Regions from separate parts of the Mus musculus genome. Here region 2 is linked to region 1. Evidence: chromatin contacts called from public HiChIP or PLAC-seq data. All regions are on one chromosome and are shown on one strand. The core of a region is the stretch at or near the end of the contact, and the rest is flanking DNA. Distances in the headings are between cores, read along the strand shown.

Region 1 (4,196 bases), core at 883-3,382:
GGCCTGAGGCGTTATAGGAGATCCGTTTCCATTAAGTTCATTAGCAGGTATTTATGTACCTAGCCTGGAGTGGGTTCTGTGGGTGTGCAGCCCCCATGTGAAACGAATGGCTGAGAACCATGGAGTACCCAGGAAGGCCCAGGGGGCTGCAGCAACTCACTCTGGGGGTTTGCAGTGAAGGCTGAAGCCACCAGAGAAAAGGACACAAAAGCTTCTCTTCCATGCAGGATGAAGTATAGAAAGATGAGGTTTGCATCCTCTGAAGGAAAAAAGGGTCATCATACCTTCTCACTTCTCCCGGAGAGGCTGTAGCCCCGGTCTGGGTGTGGGGGTGGAGTGGGGGTGTCTTTGTGGGCTGTAGGTGTGAGCATGCCCCCCGTTCAAGGCTGCTCCCATCTGGGAGTGTCATGTTCAGAGGGTGGCCCTATACCTATCACTGCCTATGTGGACACAGAGAGGAGCCTCTGGTGCTGATGAAGGCATTAGCCTCCTGTGACTTGAGAACTTGGCATCTCCTATCACAATGGCTCTCAGGCCAGGGAGACTCTGGGTTGGAAAGAGAGCCCAGCCCTGATCAACTGGTTAATTGTCATGACTGGGTATACATTTTGCCAAGGGCTAGGACTCCCATTTTCTTATGGCCCTGAGTTAGGGCCACAGTGCACAGACCCATAGCTCTCTAAGAGGACAGAGGCCCAAACCTCTAAGGCTTTAAACAACTCTGCACAGCATCTTACTCTTACTCCAAGCTTCCAGGTCACTGTGGTACCCTGGCAAACAGCTGAACCAGGCTGCAGAGGGCAGAATAGCTCAGACACGTAGCATGACGTCTCTTTCTAGAAATAAAGGTGTTCTGGCCTCCTTAGCTCTGTGCAAGTTTCCTTCCCCAGACACCATCGCTCCCTATTGGCCGGGAGAAGCCGGTCCCTGGGCATGAGAGGCATGGACTGGCAGGTGATGTCACCTTTCCCCCAAGGCCTTGAGATGGCAGCTTGAGAGGCTGACTCGATGGTTCTCAGAGAGCCATGAGCCCCAGGCTCAACTTTACCTTTGACTTATTCAGTACCTTGCCAGCCAAGGGCCCGGTCTACGGCTCCCATCACCTGCTCACACTCAGACTTGTAAGGTCAGGTAAGAGGGTGACTCTGAGACCAGTCCTTTGAGAAACCATCTCCATGTTCTGTTCCCCTTTGGTAAAGATCTTCAGTTTGCTTTGTGGTCATCACTGGCTATTTCCATTAGACGTGCACAGCAGAGACCCAGCAGGGCAAGCCCTCAAGGAGCTGGTTACGTGAGCAGCACTGCTCAGGGCCCTGTGGCGATGCTAAGGAATGGGAAAGGACATCTTTGTTTTCTCTTTGCCTGCTGTTAGCCTAACCGTGAAAGTATCTCTTTATACAGAATACTTACAGATTCTAATATATATTTGTATTTCATTTTGTTATAGTATTTTTATATGTTAAAGTCAACCTCCAGTGTCTTGTTTTGATTTTCAGATGCTCTGTGGTTGTGACCTTTTGTTTGGGGTTTCTGTAGTCGTTTGAGTCAACTCTTAGAAACTGGCTTCAAACAGTCCCTGAGGGAGCTGCACCTGTCCTTTCCCCAGAAGTATTGTTTTAGGATATGTCAGTATTGTCTGCTGTCTTCCATGTGAACATGACATTGATTCATGGACTTTCTGCCTGGTCTCTTTCTTCATCAAAACGAGCCTGCTGCTACCAGCATTGACCTTCCCAGGGTGGGAAGGCCCTGGGTTACCACACTGACCACAGTCATCACAGCCTGCTGGGATGTTTGCCAACCTTGATGTGGCAAGGCTTGTTCATCAGGAAGGAGAGGGGTGTGTGACAAACTGGGGAGGCTTACTCTCATTTCCTGCCAAGTGTTTAAGTCACACTAATATTTTCAGCATTTGCCTACAGAGCCACTCACACATTTAACCAGACTCCAAGGGTCTTGGAGCATCCAAGCGGCCGTAGAAAGCAGCATGTATTCTCAGATAATCAATCCTAGAAGGGGCGTGTGTCCAGGCCAGTAAAGGGAGCCCATACACCAGACCAGAACACTGCACATAGGAAATGACATGAGTAACAGGATCTAAGTTTCTAAGACAGGGACCCGCCCCCCATAGGTCACCAAAGGAAGGATGTGCCAAGCCCTCCTCCATTGAGGCCAGAGCCATGAACTGATCTCACATAGGGATGTAGTGATGTCAAAAGGCTCCATTCTAAGAGCACATGACCACCTTGAAAGGGCACGGGAATGGTAACTCTGGTGCCTTCACAATAGCTGAGAATTTGGAGAGGAAGGGCATGCTGGAGAGCATGGTAGAGGAGAGCAAGTGAAACCCTGTAGGTCACAGGCTCAAGTGTATGGGGGAGAGGTAAGCCAGTGGTCAGCGCAACTTGGCCCATCATTTCTATTGCCACATCAGATTAAAGCAGTAGGTACCAACAGGGGCAAGTGGAAACAGTCACCGCTGGAGACTACGGCACATGAAGAACATTTTCCAGTCTATTTGTACCAGCTGGTTTTCACCATGACCTAAATTTCTTAGCTTCAAACAAAACACCAGAAACCAAAAACAAACCAAAAATAAAACACCCCCCCACAACAAAACTAGAGACCCCAATTTTTTGAGTGAAAAACTTATAGTTTTAAACTATTTTTTTAAATCCTGGGTTAAGTTGGGTGTGGTGGCGCACACCTTTAGTCCCAGCACTCGGGAGGCAGAGGCAGGAGGATTTCTGAGTTCAAGGCCAGCCTGGTCTACAAAGTGAGTTCCAGGACAGCCAGAGCTATACAGAGAAATCCTGTCTAGAAAAAAAAAATCCTGGGTTAAATAAACACATCTGTAGATTGGAAATTTACAACTTCATCGTTAAAGCAAACCCCGGGGTTGCTGGACAGTCACTATCAATTCCGTGAATATCCAGGATTGGTTCCCCATGGGTCTCCTGGGTCAACCATGACTTTGAACAGACTCACTTCCAGCAGATCCAACAAGTCAGATCGCAGAAGTCGTTCTGGCAAGTGCGAGGTTTGTTTTCTGTCACATTCCTGCTGGGGTCACAGAAGTGGACAGCACTTGGCTGGCTGGCTTGTCCCCTCCCTTCAGGTTGCACATCCACCTTTCCTGCCCCGTCCAGTGACTCCCACGATGCTTCCATTATATTTATATCCGTCCCCTGAGTAAGGTATAGCTCAGAGGGTCATTAATCGTTTAGGGTAGTGCCCAGCCCCATGGCTGACAGTCTGCTTTCAGCCACACACTAGTGAGGCAGGGGACTGTGCTGTACTGTCCCCTCCCCATCTGCAGTGACTACACAAACACACTTTAATATCAAAGAACTTTAATATGCTGCAATAAAATAAGCGCCTTGAAAAAGCTCACAGATGTCAAGGTTAGAGAAATCCCTCCCACACACCCTCTAGTTCCACACCCCTCCCCTCAAAACCAAACCAGAAAATCCTTCCAAGCCTGGACGTCGGTGTGGGCCCCCTTTATCAAGAACAAAAACACAGTTATCTATGTGGTCCATAGGAAAGCAAAACACAGAAGCCAGAAAGTCTACGAGATTCCAATATTTAAGAGACTTGGTACATACTCAAAGTTAAAATAACTCCAACTTTTATAGCTATACATACTGTTTTAAAGCAACTTAATATATTTTTAAATTTCATATATACACTCTCAAAGGTTCTTCAGGTGAGGTATGTAAACATTGTCTAATGAAAATTTTTCAATGTTTCAAACCAACAAATTCACAGCATACATTGAATTTCATCCATTAAAGACACAGTATTTTCCTACACTCACTAACAGTGGAATCCAGGCCCAGAGGCACGTGCTGTCCGGCCAGTGGCCATTTGCAGAGTCTTTTCGCTCCACTAGTCTGAAAGGCGCTGGGGTAAGGGAGGGTGGACCCTCCAGAGGCCCCGCCCTTGGGCTCCTGGAGCACTGGCTACGACTCACAAGACAGCAAAAAAGGAGCACATCCAAACACCTACAAGATTGACCTTGGCAACGCCACCGGGAGGGACCAGTAAAAACTTAAGGAACAGTGGAGACTCAGCTCCCTGAATCTGGAGCCGGATCCGTAGCCCCTGCCCTACACTCATTCTGAAGGGTTGTGGCCTAATAGAGGCAAAATCCAATGCACACCTGAGCTTCAGTTAAACTGCATGGACCTCCT
Region 2 (4,106 bases), core at 1,166-3,665, 260 kb before region 1:
ACTTCAGTGGCCCAGTTTAGAACATCTGCCCAGTGGACGAAGCCCAGTTTATTTATAAAGGCTTTTGGAGCCCTTAAGTTGCTGCTCATTGCTTACGCAGGAATTTAAAGCCACCACTTGATGCTAGATTGTGCGTAATATTTAGAAAATGACATGATGAATGCTCTTTGTTCTATTTTTGATATACATTATTATGATCGGATAGATGACTGTACTCTAGAAAATAACCCTGATTTGGGACAATGTAAGCTGGTTTGCCATTTCCTGAAATTATGCTTAATGTAGCTACTGTCATTAGAGACACTTACGAAGCCGTTAGCTGACAGCAAGCCACTGAAGGCTGAGGCTGCACGGCAGAAGGTTGCTTCCTCCCAGCCCATCCCATTGATTGCCATGGAGATGCTCAGTGGGTCCTCTTCAAGAACAAGTATTCTTAACCTCCGCCAACATCCCCGGCCCCCATTTGCTTTGTTGGGAAAGTCTCATTATGGAACGGTGGCTGGCCTGGAATAAATGGCCCAGGCTGGCCTTGAACTCAGAGGTCTTCCTGCTCTGTCTCTCTGAGGACTGGGATTAAAATCATCATACTCAGCAGGGGATTGTCTGTTTTTAATTTTCTACAGGGTCTCATGGAGCCCAGGCTGGCCCAAGGATGACCTGAAATTTCTAATCCTCTTGTGGGGATTATAGCCATTCTATGAGGTGCTGGGCATGGAACCCAGGGTTGTGTTCATGCTAAACAAGTTCTGTCAACGGAGCCACAAGCCCAGCCCTCCAGAACAGGATTTCAAGGCTGCGTGGTCAGACACCAGTGAAGTCAGGAGTGTATAGTGTGTTTTTAGAAAGAATGGCCCCATAGGCTCACAGATTTTAATGCTTAGGGAGTGGTACCATTTGAAGGATTAGGAGGTGTGGCCTTGTTGGAGGAAGTGTGTCATTGGTGGGTAGGCTTTTAGGATTCAAAAGCTCAAGCCAGACCCAGTGTCTGTCTGTCTTCTACCTACTGGTCTGGATGTAGAACTCTCAACTCCAGCACCATGTCTGCCTGCTGTGCTCCATGCTGTGATAATGGGTAGACCCCTCTGAAGCTGTAAGCTTCTATAAGAGTTGCCTTTGTCATGGTTGTCTCTTCACAGCAACAGGACACTCACTAAGACCTATAGGTTGAGCATGATGGTGTGTGCCTTTAATGCCATCACTCTGGAGGCAGAGGCAGGCAGACCTCTGTAAGTCTCAAGTAAGCATGAGATGCATGATGGGACCAGTTGTCCCCTCCCCCCAAATAATAAAATCAAATAAGAATTGTAGCTTGATGCTATATTCTCATACCAGAGCTGGGTTTGTGGGGTCAGCTCTGCAAATCTCAAATCAGAATTAAACAAGTTCTGGGCTCAGGAACAAGTCTAGTCAAAAGTGTGATTTCTTTTCCAACTTTTGAAAAATAAGTTTCTCTTTGTAGCCCTGGCTGTCCTGGAACTCACTCTGTAGACCAGGCAGGCTTTGACTTCACAGACATCTGCCTGCCTCTGTCTCCCAAATGCTGGAATTAAACGCATGTACCACCACACCCAGCAAAAATGTACTTTTTTACTAAGTAGTGAGAAGTGTAATGACCCAAGATACAATGATTACCCAGAACATACTCGGCTCTGCATTAAGCCAAAATCAGTGGTTAAAGCAATTAGGAAACAGAAAGGGGACTCCATAGATTGGAAGTATTGTCCTTGTGGTGGGACCTGCCTGTGGGGTGTGGCCTATTCCCCCACCCCAGCAGCCTGTTGGGGCCCAGCACCCACAGGGAGTAAGCAGGAAAGATCCTTCTCCCTGTGTGAACCAGGCTGAGTCTGTCCCTGCTGCAGGAAAGTGTTTCTGAGATTTAATTAGGCTCAGGCTCCTTCACACATGGCATGCCTGGATCAGATTTCTGAGCCCAGCTCTTCTGGCTCTTGCAAAGGAGACAGTCAGCTGCTTCTAGGGCCTGATAGGGAGAACTGATCCTCTAGCCTATAGGGTAATGTCCAAAGGGCAGCTTGGTTTTTCTATTTTTGTGATGTCACTCTGAAGACCTACACGTACCCTCTAGATCTCAGTGTTGAAAAAAATCACAATTCCAAAGAGCATGGGAAGCTCGGCTATCGGGCAGATGGGTTTGTGAATGGATCCAGGAGTGGCCTATACATCTATCTCTACAGCTCCTCAGCAGGTTGTGAACCTTTGAAGCCTTGCTCTTAACCAGATCTGCGACTACACTAGAGCTCTTGGACTTGAGACCACAGAGCAAATAAGCTTGTAAAATAACAAGGGATAGTTATCACCCTGAGCAGATTTTATACATCGTGTGTATTGATAGCGTCACTGTACAATCATTCTTATCTAAACATGCCCTCTTAATCATCCCAACTGCAAGTACTGCTCCTTCCAGGGAGGTGGGGCGCACTCAAAGCATACACCACAATCAGCCAGTGGTGACTCTGACATCTGGTATTCTGAAGACAATTCCCTGCCAAGAGGAGGACTGCCACATGGGCCACAAGTGTTCCCTTTCTTAGCACTTTACACAGGGCCTGGGATGTACAACCAGACACACCTGATCACTAGGGCTGGGTTGGAAACTCCCATATGGGGGCCAGAAGCAGCAGTTGCAACCCAGATTGGCACGGCTTTTACCTGGGGCAGTCACACACACCCTCCATCTCTGTGACTCCTACCACAGTAGATTGCATTCTGATTGTGGTTTAGGATTCCCACCTAGCAGTTTACTTAAGCTCCACCCGTCTCAAAGTCTGAGTGAGCTCCTGGTTTGAAGACTTATGGGGCCAGGCATGGGAGTTCAAGCTCATATCCTCACAACCTGCTACACTCAGCCCTGGAGAGAACTTGGTGGCACCAGGAGGTTGGGCTGTGAATCTGCAGATGCCACACCAGTATCTGTTCTTCCCCGTACTTACCTTGGGGGCTCTTTACTCTCCAAATGCGTCCCTAGCACAAGAGCCAACTCAGAACTGGTCTAGGTGAGGAGGTTGAGCACTGTGAGCTGCCTTGGCTGAGGTGAAGGGCAGGGCAGGCCAGCAAAGGGCAGGGCTGAGTGTACCCTTTCCCTTCCACCTTCTGGGAGGCAAACCTGCAGGATGCTCTTCATGTCTTTTCTTTCTTTCATGTTCTTTTTTTTCCCCCTCTCCATCCATCTCCCTTACTTCCATAAACACTTCTGCACTTGTTCAGAGTGAAGCACTTCCAACAAAAGTTGGGAGGCCGGCTGGAGAGATGGCTCAGAGGTTAAGAGCACTGACTGCTCTTCCGAGGGTCCAGAGTTCAATTCCCAGCACCCACATGGTAGCTCACAACTATAACTGTAGTCTCATGGGATCTGATACCCTCTTCTGGTGTGCAGACAAACATGCAAACAAAACACCCGCATGCATGCATACATACATACATTCATGCATACATACATACATACATCTTTTTTTTTAAAGCAGTTGAGGTGGAGGTAGATAAAGCAAACAAACCAACAATTCAGTGAAAACAGTGACCAGCGAGCAACTTCTGGGTGCAACAGTCTAGAGACTCAAGGCTAGCAGAGGAGCTATCAACACAGGGGTGAGGGTGGGGAAGAGAGAGGCTGAAATATCAACATGTGAGTGATAGAGTCATCACCTCTAAGGAGGATGGGGTGCCCGAAGTGAGAACTAGAGGAGGAACAACTAATAAGGCAGAAAAACCAGGGCACTGAAGAAATGGCTCAGTGGTTCAGGGTGTGCACTGTTCCTTTAAAGGATTCTAGTTTCCTTCCCAGCGCCTACATTGGACAGTTTACAACATGTAACTCTAGCTCCAGGGTATTCAACATCTCTGGTCTCCACGGACAGACAGACAGACACACACACTATAAAGGTTTTTATATTTTATAAAATAAAAGTATTATATAAAATTATAAACATAAATACAATGGTGAGCAATGGTGACACACACCTTTAATTCAGCAAAGGCAAGTTGATATGAGGCCAGCCTGGTCTACAAAGCCAGTTCCAGGATAGCCATGGCTACTGCACAGAGAAACCCTGTCTCTAAAAAAAAATAATAATAATAATGATAATAATAAAATG

What was found. HiChIP or PLAC-seq counts read pairs in DNA pulled down with a chosen protein or histone mark.
Region 2: a FOXA1 HiChIP or PLAC-seq map of pancreatic cancer cells shows a contact between it and region 1. The contact joins two enhancer-like sites. A contact is called at or near these places in 3 of 39 promoter capture datasets (cranial neural crest, hippocampal neurons and liver) and 2 of 115 datasets of contacts at active chromatin or transcription factors (forebrain and pancreatic cancer cells).

Annotation. Positions count from the first base shown.
Region 1 is chr19:41,595,302-41,599,497 of GRCm38.p6, reverse strand. Lcor (ligand dependent nuclear receptor corepressor) reads right to left here. Exons shown (of 8, transcript NM_001370767.1): 8 at 3,337-4,196. It also overlaps a transcript of Slit1 not described here. Among named protein-coding and RNA genes, the nearest start is that of Gm52407, 6.6 kb to the left of the region's middle. Within about 2 kb of position 2,132, at least 100 of the 459 cell types and tissues checked have an H3K27ac peak or open chromatin away from gene starts, as enhancers often do. A contact at or near this core is called in pancreatic cancer cells, where this site is marked.
Region 2 is chr19:41,855,915-41,860,020 of GRCm38.p6, reverse strand. It overlaps a transcript of Rrp12 not described here. Among named protein-coding and RNA genes, the nearest start is that of Frat2, 9.8 kb to the right of the region's middle. Within about 2 kb of position 2,415, at least 46 of the 459 cell types and tissues checked have an H3K27ac peak or open chromatin away from gene starts, as enhancers often do. A contact at or near this core is called in pancreatic cancer cells, where this site is marked.